Linked DNA regions of Triticum aestivum: region 1 is linked to region 2. The links are chromatin contacts, called in public Hi-C maps. All regions are on one chromosome and are shown on one strand. Each heading gives the region's core, a stretch centred on a gene start, on an enhancer-like site or on the middle of the called end of the contact. The rest is flanking DNA. Distances are from core to core; before and after follow the strand shown. Region 1 holds the start of LOC123137580 (protein BOLA1, chloroplastic). Region 2 holds the start of LOC123137577 (probable metal-nicotianamine transporter YSL14).

Evidence for each region. A called contact is a pair of places that touch in the nucleus more often than the background predicts.
Region 1: a Hi-C map of leaf shows a contact between it and region 2, with 7 times the contacts expected there. The contact joins the promoter of LOC123137580 here to the promoter of LOC123137577 in region 2. A contact is called at or near these places in 2 of 5 Hi-C or Micro-C datasets (both in leaf).

Annotation. Positions count from the first base shown.
Region 1 is chr6B:481,220,468-481,224,569 of IWGSC CS RefSeq v2.1, forward strand. It overlaps LOC123137580 (protein BOLA1, chloroplastic), which reads left to right and starts at 2,450. Exons shown (of 2, transcript XM_044557398.1): 1 at 2,450-2,681; 2 at 3,586-4,064. The coding sequence starts at 3,613. The coding sequence ends at 3,921. It overlaps TRNAF-GAA (transfer RNA phenylalanine (anticodon GAA)), which reads left to right and starts at 2,458; the gene lies at 2,458-2,530.
Region 2 is chr6B:480,776,256-480,780,812 of IWGSC CS RefSeq v2.1, forward strand. LOC123137577 (probable metal-nicotianamine transporter YSL14) reads right to left here and starts at 1,444. Exons shown (of 6, transcript XM_044557394.1): 1 at 868-1,444. The coding sequence starts at 1,318.

The sequences.
Region 1 (4,102 bases), core at 1,200-3,699, 450 kb after region 2:
CGGCTTCTATGCCAAGGTGTTTCGGCAGCGGCAATCTGAACTAATAGGGACGATGTTACACCTGTTTCGATGGGTTTCGGATGTGGCTGCCGGTGATATAGATGAAAATCTTGTTGAGCTATGGTCGGTGCCATCGGTGGTGACACTCGTGGTTTTGTTCCCTTCCTAGGAGGAGTTGTTATAGTGTGTCGACACCTCACTCCCTCTTCTTTGGTTTGTTGTCTCCAGGAAAAAGTCTAGATTTAGATCCGAACCGGCGATGGCGGCATCCTCGTCATCATTTCTTTGTTGGGAGCATTGTTTTTTGAGGCATTGCTTGGAGGTTCTCTATTGCTCGCCGTTGTTCCAGATTGTTCTTCAGGGGCGTTATACACACCGTCTTAGGTGAGACCAAGACGATGGCCTTCTTGGGGCTATCGGAGTCCCGTCATTCACCTGGCAACTATTTTAGACACTCAGAGATGACATGTATCTGAAATCCTATGAAAAGGAATAAAAAATAAGATGCCCTTTGGTTCACATGGTAGGGTTTTTTTCATTGAGTCCAGCCTAATGTTTATTTTCCTATGAAATAGGAAAAAATTTCTTCATAGGAATATGATTCTATTCCTACAAACCAAAGGGCTCTAAAGAAAATTTTTCTATACAAATTCTATCCTATGGGATTCCTACAAAGCAAAGGAGTTCTCGAGGGGTTTGGTGCGTCGGCAAGCATAGCTCAATTTAGAACAAGTTTTTTTATTGTGTTCGTTCCAATTGAAGTGGTATTTACTTCTCATCGGGTTATGATGAAAACTTGTCTTGTATAGTTCACTATGCCTACTCTAAAGATAGGACATCAATTTGTGCGCGCTGGAGAAAAGAAGTTTGAAAAGGGGCATTCAGTGAAAGAAAAATAGTCTTGTTACATATCAGCCTACTGAGACTTAGTTAAGTCTCAGTCAATACTATATCCATGAAATTTTATAGTGAGCTATTGAGATTCTTTCTTCAGATTTTTTTTTATCAGGAGACTTAGTTAAGTCTCAGTCGATGCTATATCCATGGGATCTTATATTGAGATCAGTGTAATTTTTTTCTTCAGATCTTTTTACATGTTATTTCACTTGACTGAGATTTGGTTAAACCTCAGTTGACTAAGATCAAGATACACCCATAAAAAACATCAACTGATAAGTGTCACAGGTGTGACACAAAGCATTACGACACTCACTTTTTACAATTAAAATTGTCATCTGAAAAGAAAAAGGAAACCCCGAAAAACTGAAACTTGCCATTGGAAAAGTTGTCATGCTTGGAGCTGCCATGTGTTCATACCACACGTGCATAATGATCCCCGGCCTAGCTTGAGCTCGCAGTTTAGTTTTTTCACAAGCTATAAAATTCTGGACAACTTTGGATGTTTTACTTCAGTAACAAGTGGTGATGCATGTACACCGAACAATGGTCGTGGCTGCCCGACTTAATCTTGCGTGAAACCTGCAAGTGCAAGCCAGTGCAGTACGTACGCGAAGACAGGCCTGTGACACGTCAGGTCCTCCGCTGGGCGACGCGGAAATATGCATCTGCATGCAAGCAAAGCCTCCTGCAAGCTACAGTAAAAGCGACATAGGCGCAGACAGACCGGGGTGACCGAGACCCGTCAGAGCGCCAGGCAAACCGCTGTTGGCACACATCTCAGAGCACACGCGAACGCGAGCGCTCGCTGATCAGATCGGATGCCGCAGACTGGCGTGCAATGCATGCCCGTCCGTCCTCTTGCCGTGTCACAGGAGCTGGTTGGTGGCCACCAGCTGCCCCCGCCCTCTCTTTGCCATTGGAGACGGTACTACTACTACCACGCGCATGTGCCGACCTGCGCGCACTGTCGTCTATGCGCGTCAGTGCATGGTTCGCCGCTCGCCCGCCCGCCGTGTGGTCAAAACATGGCCAGTTCTCCGGTGAATCGTAGTATGCTTCCGTCGGTGGTGCACGGCTGTATGTAGCGCGCGGGTCGCCGGGGAGCCTCGTCGCTGGCGGTCTCGCTCGGCCCGTACCTTTTGGTGTGCCGTGCTGCGCGTCGCCTGCGCCTGCTCCAGTGGATAAGCTGACTGGCTGGCTGGCTGGCTGGGGAGATAAAGCCATCAGCTCCGTCACGGTCGACCAGCCTTGCCCTGCCGTGCGCCACACGGGAGTAGGCTCTTTTCTTCTCCCCTGAAAAGCCGTGTCCAAATATCGTTGACTGTTTTCGTGCGGTGTGAATTGCCCCTCTGAGTCAAATTTATGAGGCCCAGTAGAAGGATGTATGTTGGATTTGCTCGCATTGCAACGTTTTATCTGTCTAGTATAACTGACATGAAGGAAGAGCATTTGCGGCATAGTGAAACATGATGCAGATTCTTACAGTGATAGGGTTCGAAGCTGGAACTAAATAAAAGGTAAGGGACATGTAGTGCTAAGTTTGCCTGAAATCACAAAGCGGGGATAGCTCAGTTGGGAGAGCGTCAGACTGAAGATCTGAAGGTCGCGTGTTCGATCCACGCTCACCGCATACATCTATTTTTTTCTCCTATACGAAAATTCTACTATATATACTCGGGCTTTTTATTGTTCCGCTGCTTTCCCCTTCTCCACCCTTAAGCCGCCGTCTTCCTCCTCGACTTCCGACCGCAACACACGACGCCACAACTTCCAGCAACGACGTAAGTTCTACCTTTTCTTTTCTTTGTTTATTACTGCGTATTGCTCCAGCGCGCTCCCCTCCCACGAAAATTTTGTACCGCCAGCTGATCTTATCTCCATTACCCTAGAACCCTAGAACCTTTTCGTTTTCGCTGCAAGCTTCTCGTCAGATCCGCTTCATAAATACTCCAGATGCCTACTAATTTCACTAATAGGAGTGAGATATTTGACTTCGTAGTAGTCTTTTTCCGCCTCAGTTTGCGCCTCTGATCCATCCATGTAAGGACGGTCCAATTTCACCATCTAGGTTTTGATTTTAATTCTCAAAAAAAATGAATCTAGGTTTTGATTTTGTGTCCGATTGCATCATCTAGGTTTTGATTATGTATCTGGGGCTTACGAGTCACAACATAGAAGGAAACACGGTTTGAAATTCTAAAAGTTAGCATCAGTGTTGTTATGCTGTTTTTGATCCGTTCCAGTTGGATGGTAATTTTGTCAATCAAGGGAAGATAAACTATTTTCTGTCTCTTGAATTCATATTAGTTGTTTAAGAAATTAGAATCTACAAATGGACACTGGGACCAGCCGGTGTTACAAGAACAGATTTATGCTACTCCCTCCGTCCTAAAATAAGTGTCAACTTTGTACTAGCTCTACGACAAATTTGTACTAAGCTCAAGACACTTATTTTGGGACTGAGGGAGTACATGATAGTATTTTTTTATGACTTTGGGGAATGAACATTTGAGATTAGTTTAGGCCAAGGCATTTTTCTTGTTTGTGTTATACAACTCTGGCCTTGGAGTGGGGGCTGCTGGTTCAATGTCAATCCATTGCTTATGTATAAGAATCATGTAACATGCTATTGCTATTACACTTGCAATGGTGATTACTTGCATAACCAATATATTCTTCTTTTAGGCAGTTGCTCTTGAATCAGGCTGAAAAATGATGGGTTCGCGAGGTACCAGTGTTGTGCTCTCAAGAGCTGCTCGGATGAGGCAAAAGCTGCAGTCTGCTTTGGAGGCCAGTGCACTAGATATTGAAGATGTTTCTTACCAACATGCTGGGCATGCGGCTGTCAAGGACAATGCAAATGAGACGCATTTTAACATCAAGGTAATTTCACCCAAGTTTGAAGGGCAGAGCCTTGTGAAGCGTCATAGGATGGTGTATGATCTCTTGACCGATGAGTTGAACTCGGGTCTTCATGCTATCTCCATTGTTGCGAAAACTCCAACAGAGTCGGGATCATGAATGTAATTTTTCTCGACTCGATTAGTGTTTGTTCCGAAATAAGTTGATTGCAGCAATAGCATGTAGCCACGAATCGGTTTGTAAAGCAATGTTATGGCATGCATATTTCTTCATGATAAAGACATACTGTTGCCTTGGTTGAAGTGTGAATTTCTCTATGTGCATGATTGCCTGCGGCCAT
Region 2 (4,557 bases), core at 194-2,693:
GTTGTTTATGTTCATGTGGACTCAATGCTTCACATGCATGCGTCATGTCTATCATAGATAAATAAATACTAGAAAACAATGAGCCGTGCATCTATCTATTTTAAGGTGAGAAGTCAAACCAAGCACGCTCCTCCATTTGCAGCTTGTCCTCAACACTAGCTGTAATTTGCCTCTCCATCCTTATCACCAGCGCCAAAACTTCAAAAGATGTTGTTGACCATTGCACCTACTTGGTTCACTCATTCACCTAATGAACCAACCAAAAATGGTCCCTAATTTCGTCCTAGATGCTTCACAGTTCAGTCAGGTGCACGCAAGTACCATCGTCTCCAACATCTAGTTCGGAAGATTGGAAAAACAAAAGGCACACTGCAGTCCACCTAACACACCTATCAAACCACAAAGTCCGAATCCAAGAAGTTTCTTGTGTTGTGCTTTCCCTATCGTTGCTCTCATCATAAGCCCACTTTGGAGGATTTGAATGCGACTGGTTCGTATTTTTCCTTGGGGGCAAAAGAAACAATGGATTCCCTGATGCCCCAAGCCACCAACCCACTAGTGCAAATCGCTATGCCTATGCCCACCTCTACCTCCTGAGCCCAGATCTGCATCGTGCTCCTCCTTATCCCCCATAGCCCAGATTACGACGAATCCCAAAGCTATCGACATACACGCACGAACGAAATGGATTCGTCTACTGGTCAATGTCAGACAAACTTTCCATACGAAGGTAAGAGCACGAAATTGAGGCGTTGAAGCAAAGCCGACACTCAAACTTGACATTCGCAAAAAAACCAATGTTCCTAGCACGCTTCAATTGTAATTTGTAACTGTAACCGAGTGTAGTGGAAGGTTGGGGGAGGTTACCGCTGAAGGCGATGCCGTAGGCGGAGACGACGCAGGTCTGGATGACGGTGTTCTCCTGGCGGGTGAAGGGCTGGCCGACGAGGCCCATCCGCTCGAAGGCGTTGGTCCAGAGGCGGACGAAGAAGAAGCCGAGCAGCCCCGCGGAGACGTTGAGCGAGGGGATGATCCCCGTGGTGAGGTTGAGCTTCATGACGATGACGCTGAACATGACGGCGAGCAGCGCGCTGACGACCAAGGCCCGCAGCGTGAGCTGCTCCCTCCACGACGGCACCGCCTTGTCCGCGAAGACCTGCTCCACCGAGGCGTCCTCGGGGCTGGCGCCGCCATTGGCGGCCTCGCCCGCGCCCTTGCCCGCGTGGCCGTGGCGGTGGCGGAGCGTGGGGCCCGTGTTCCCCGCCGCCTCCGCCACCTCGTCGTCCCCGGCGGCGCCGTGGGTGGTGCGCGTGGCCATTGGCTTGGCCGCTTGGACTCGCGGTGCTTGCTTCGTTGGAGTGGTGGTGGTGGTGGTGGTGGGGGAGAGAAAATGCTGGGGCGCGATGGCTACGGCCCGGCCCAGGCGTCAGGCGTGAGCTGTCTCTCTGTGCTGCGCTGTGCCAGGCAATATTTATTGAGGGTGTGGCCCGTGCAGGTGCAGCAGCGGGTGGTGTGCCGTGGGGGTGGCGTCCCCCGAGGCGCTTGACGACCGTCGTGATGGGATCGGACGGGCAGGATTGCTGGTGGCCGGGTAGTATTTGATTTGATTTGATTTGTCGTCTCCAGGATGCATGGGCCGGCCGAACCGCACGCACCGTTTCTTATCGAGCTCCTTCCTTCCACGTATGGTGTAGCGACGCCTTCCTCAATCAAATCAAACGATATAGTAATACGTAGTAGCAGATTGTAATCTCTCTCTCTCTTTAATCAACGAACCTTGCTATGCGTAGGACAAGTTCCTGTACAACACTATACGATTAGAGACAACCATAAATAATTCAGTTTGTGGGCCATAGCATGCAGAGATGATTTCCTCTCTTATCGTACTGCTCGGACGAGAAAAGCATCGTATGCAGAGCAGTTTCGTTAATCAACAAAGGAACGATCTACTACTACTATTACATTTGCGATTTCTTATTTTAGCTGGTGATGTGATGTACTTGATCCCAGCTCTCGTCAATTAGTTAGTTGATTATTAGTGGAGATATGAGCTCAGCATATACTAGGCATTATGCCGCGTTTACGTACGTCTTGGGAGAGCTATGCCGTGTTCACGCTGAGGTCTGTATGCTTATGGCTGTATCATTTGCGCGCATAACATTCGTACGCGGTCTCTTTTCTTTCTTCATTTGCTCTCGCCGTCAATCATTGCGAGGCAGAACCAGCCTCCTTCGTTATCTCGTCGAGCCATCTGGAGACAGGAAGCACCGCGACGCGACGCAACATGGAGCGCATCTCGAAGAATTATCTTTTGCATCTTCCGAGTGGATCAGCCCGGCTGTCAGCCGTCGTGGACCTGGACATGGACCACCATTTTCCGCCAAGGCTCGTCATTGCTTCCCATCCCGGAGCTTGCCTGCCTGGGCACGCCGCGCATGTCTCGCAAGCTCTCGACCACTGTTCACCCCACATCCGGGCTGCTATCATGCACAGTCCGACTTGTTGGAATCAAGGCTGGAATTTGTGGTCGGCTCACTTAGAAACAGCCAATGGATCGTTGATCGGTTCGCATGTGGGAAAGCGACCGCAGAGCAGCGGTTGGATCCAAGTTGGGCGCCGCGGCGGCAATAGGGATGGATGCTGTATACGCTGTTGGCGGTCGCGATCTTGTTTGAAAAGAGATGATCGAAATTGATCTCACGGCGGAAAACACAAGCCGGGCTGGCTGGAGGAGCGCGCATCAGACGTCCGAATCACCTTCAGGCGGCACGCCACGGCCAGCCACGCACGCGCGCGCCCCCGAAGGAAGAAGCCCTCACGCACGCATCCGACCATCTGAAAGCAACCTTGCCACGATGCGACTATAGATGCTAAGCTGGATGGAGTTCGATCGGTAGTTTGTGCTGCTCTATATGATAGTATGATATATTCAGATTCCTGATAAGATACGGCACGGCAAGAGCATCTTCTTTTTGATAAATGACATTTTAATTAAATTGATATATCAAGGTGATACAACCGCATTCAAAAAATGTCCGACCTCTGCATAACATGATGTACACAGGCAATAAGTTCAAATGACCAAAAAATAAACATAGTTTTGCAGCAAAAATAAATCAATCCAGCCTAGGGTGGGGCAGATCCTATAGAAAGATTACATCGCCATCCATGGAGAGGGGAAACCTCCCTGGCGGTACGCTCCAGTGGTGTAGACGCCATCATAAAAAAGTCTCTGTCCTCCGACTTCTGTAGGATAGACTAAAAGTACGGAGTCATCCGTACATGCATGAATAATCTGCACATGAGAAGAACCACATTTATTATTAAAAACCACATCATTCCTGGTAAGCCACAATGTCCAGCATAAGGCAGCCACCCCACCAAAAATATGTGCAGAAAATTATTTGTCAATACCCCACGACCAATTGCCAAATATGTTACGTGCACTATGTGGGGGGTATAGATTTGAAGCTAATTGAACTATGGTCCATACCGCACAAGTAAACTTACACTCAAAAAATAGGTGTTTAATAGACTCATCATGTTGGCAAAAAGACACATGTCTTACTACCTTGTCAGTTATGTCGTGCTAGACTATCTCTAGTTAAGATGACCCCTCTGCTTAAAAACCCGAGAAATATCTTCACTCTTAGAGGTATTTTTAGCTTCCATAATTTTTTGTTATCAACGGAAACATCAATATGAGTCATCGCATTGTATAAGGACTTGACTGAGAACTGTCGTTTTGATGCAGTTTTCATCGAAACTTGTCCAACTCGTTTGTCAGTTGAATGTCCTTCAAACGAGAGAGTAATTCATTCCATGCTACCAGGTGAGGGCCAAAGAGGTCCCTATGAAAATAAATATCGGGGTTTTTTTATTTCAAAACTTGTTTGGTCGTGAAAAATTTATGTCTGACAATCTTGTACAAGTTAGGGTACCGCACCATCAGTGGGGTGGCGCATAGCCAGTTATCTTCCCAGAATCAAACCTGAGAACCATCCCTAATTGAGAAAGTACCAAACTAAAAAAAAGAATTCCTTGGTCTTCATGACACCATACCAAATACTTTCTCAATTAGGTACAAATACGTGGGGTCCAAAGCCATTTTTCAAGTTCATTGGTACCACATCCATTGGTACCGGTTCGTGGCCGGAACCGGGACAGAAGGGGGGCCTTTAGTCCCGGTTCCCACCATGAACCGGGACCAATGATGTGCCTATATATACCCCTCGCCGGCGAGCAGAGCACTCCACACTGCTCTGTTTTTTCTGACCGGCGAGGGGAGGGCTTTGTGGTGCTCTAGCTCACCTCCTATGCACATGAGGTGTTCGATGAAATGCCCGAGCCACACTACTTAAGCTTTCTCCTCTCCAAGCTTGACCTCCAAACTCCATTTTCCTCAATATTTGTCTAGGTTTAGTGGTCCGTCACGTCCCGTCCCCGTCTTCACCGCCGTCGATCGCCCACGCTGATCTCGTCGCCGGCACCACCATGGTGAGCCTCTTATTCTTATCTTCTTTCTGAAAGGATTTTTTTTCTTACTTGTATGTTTAG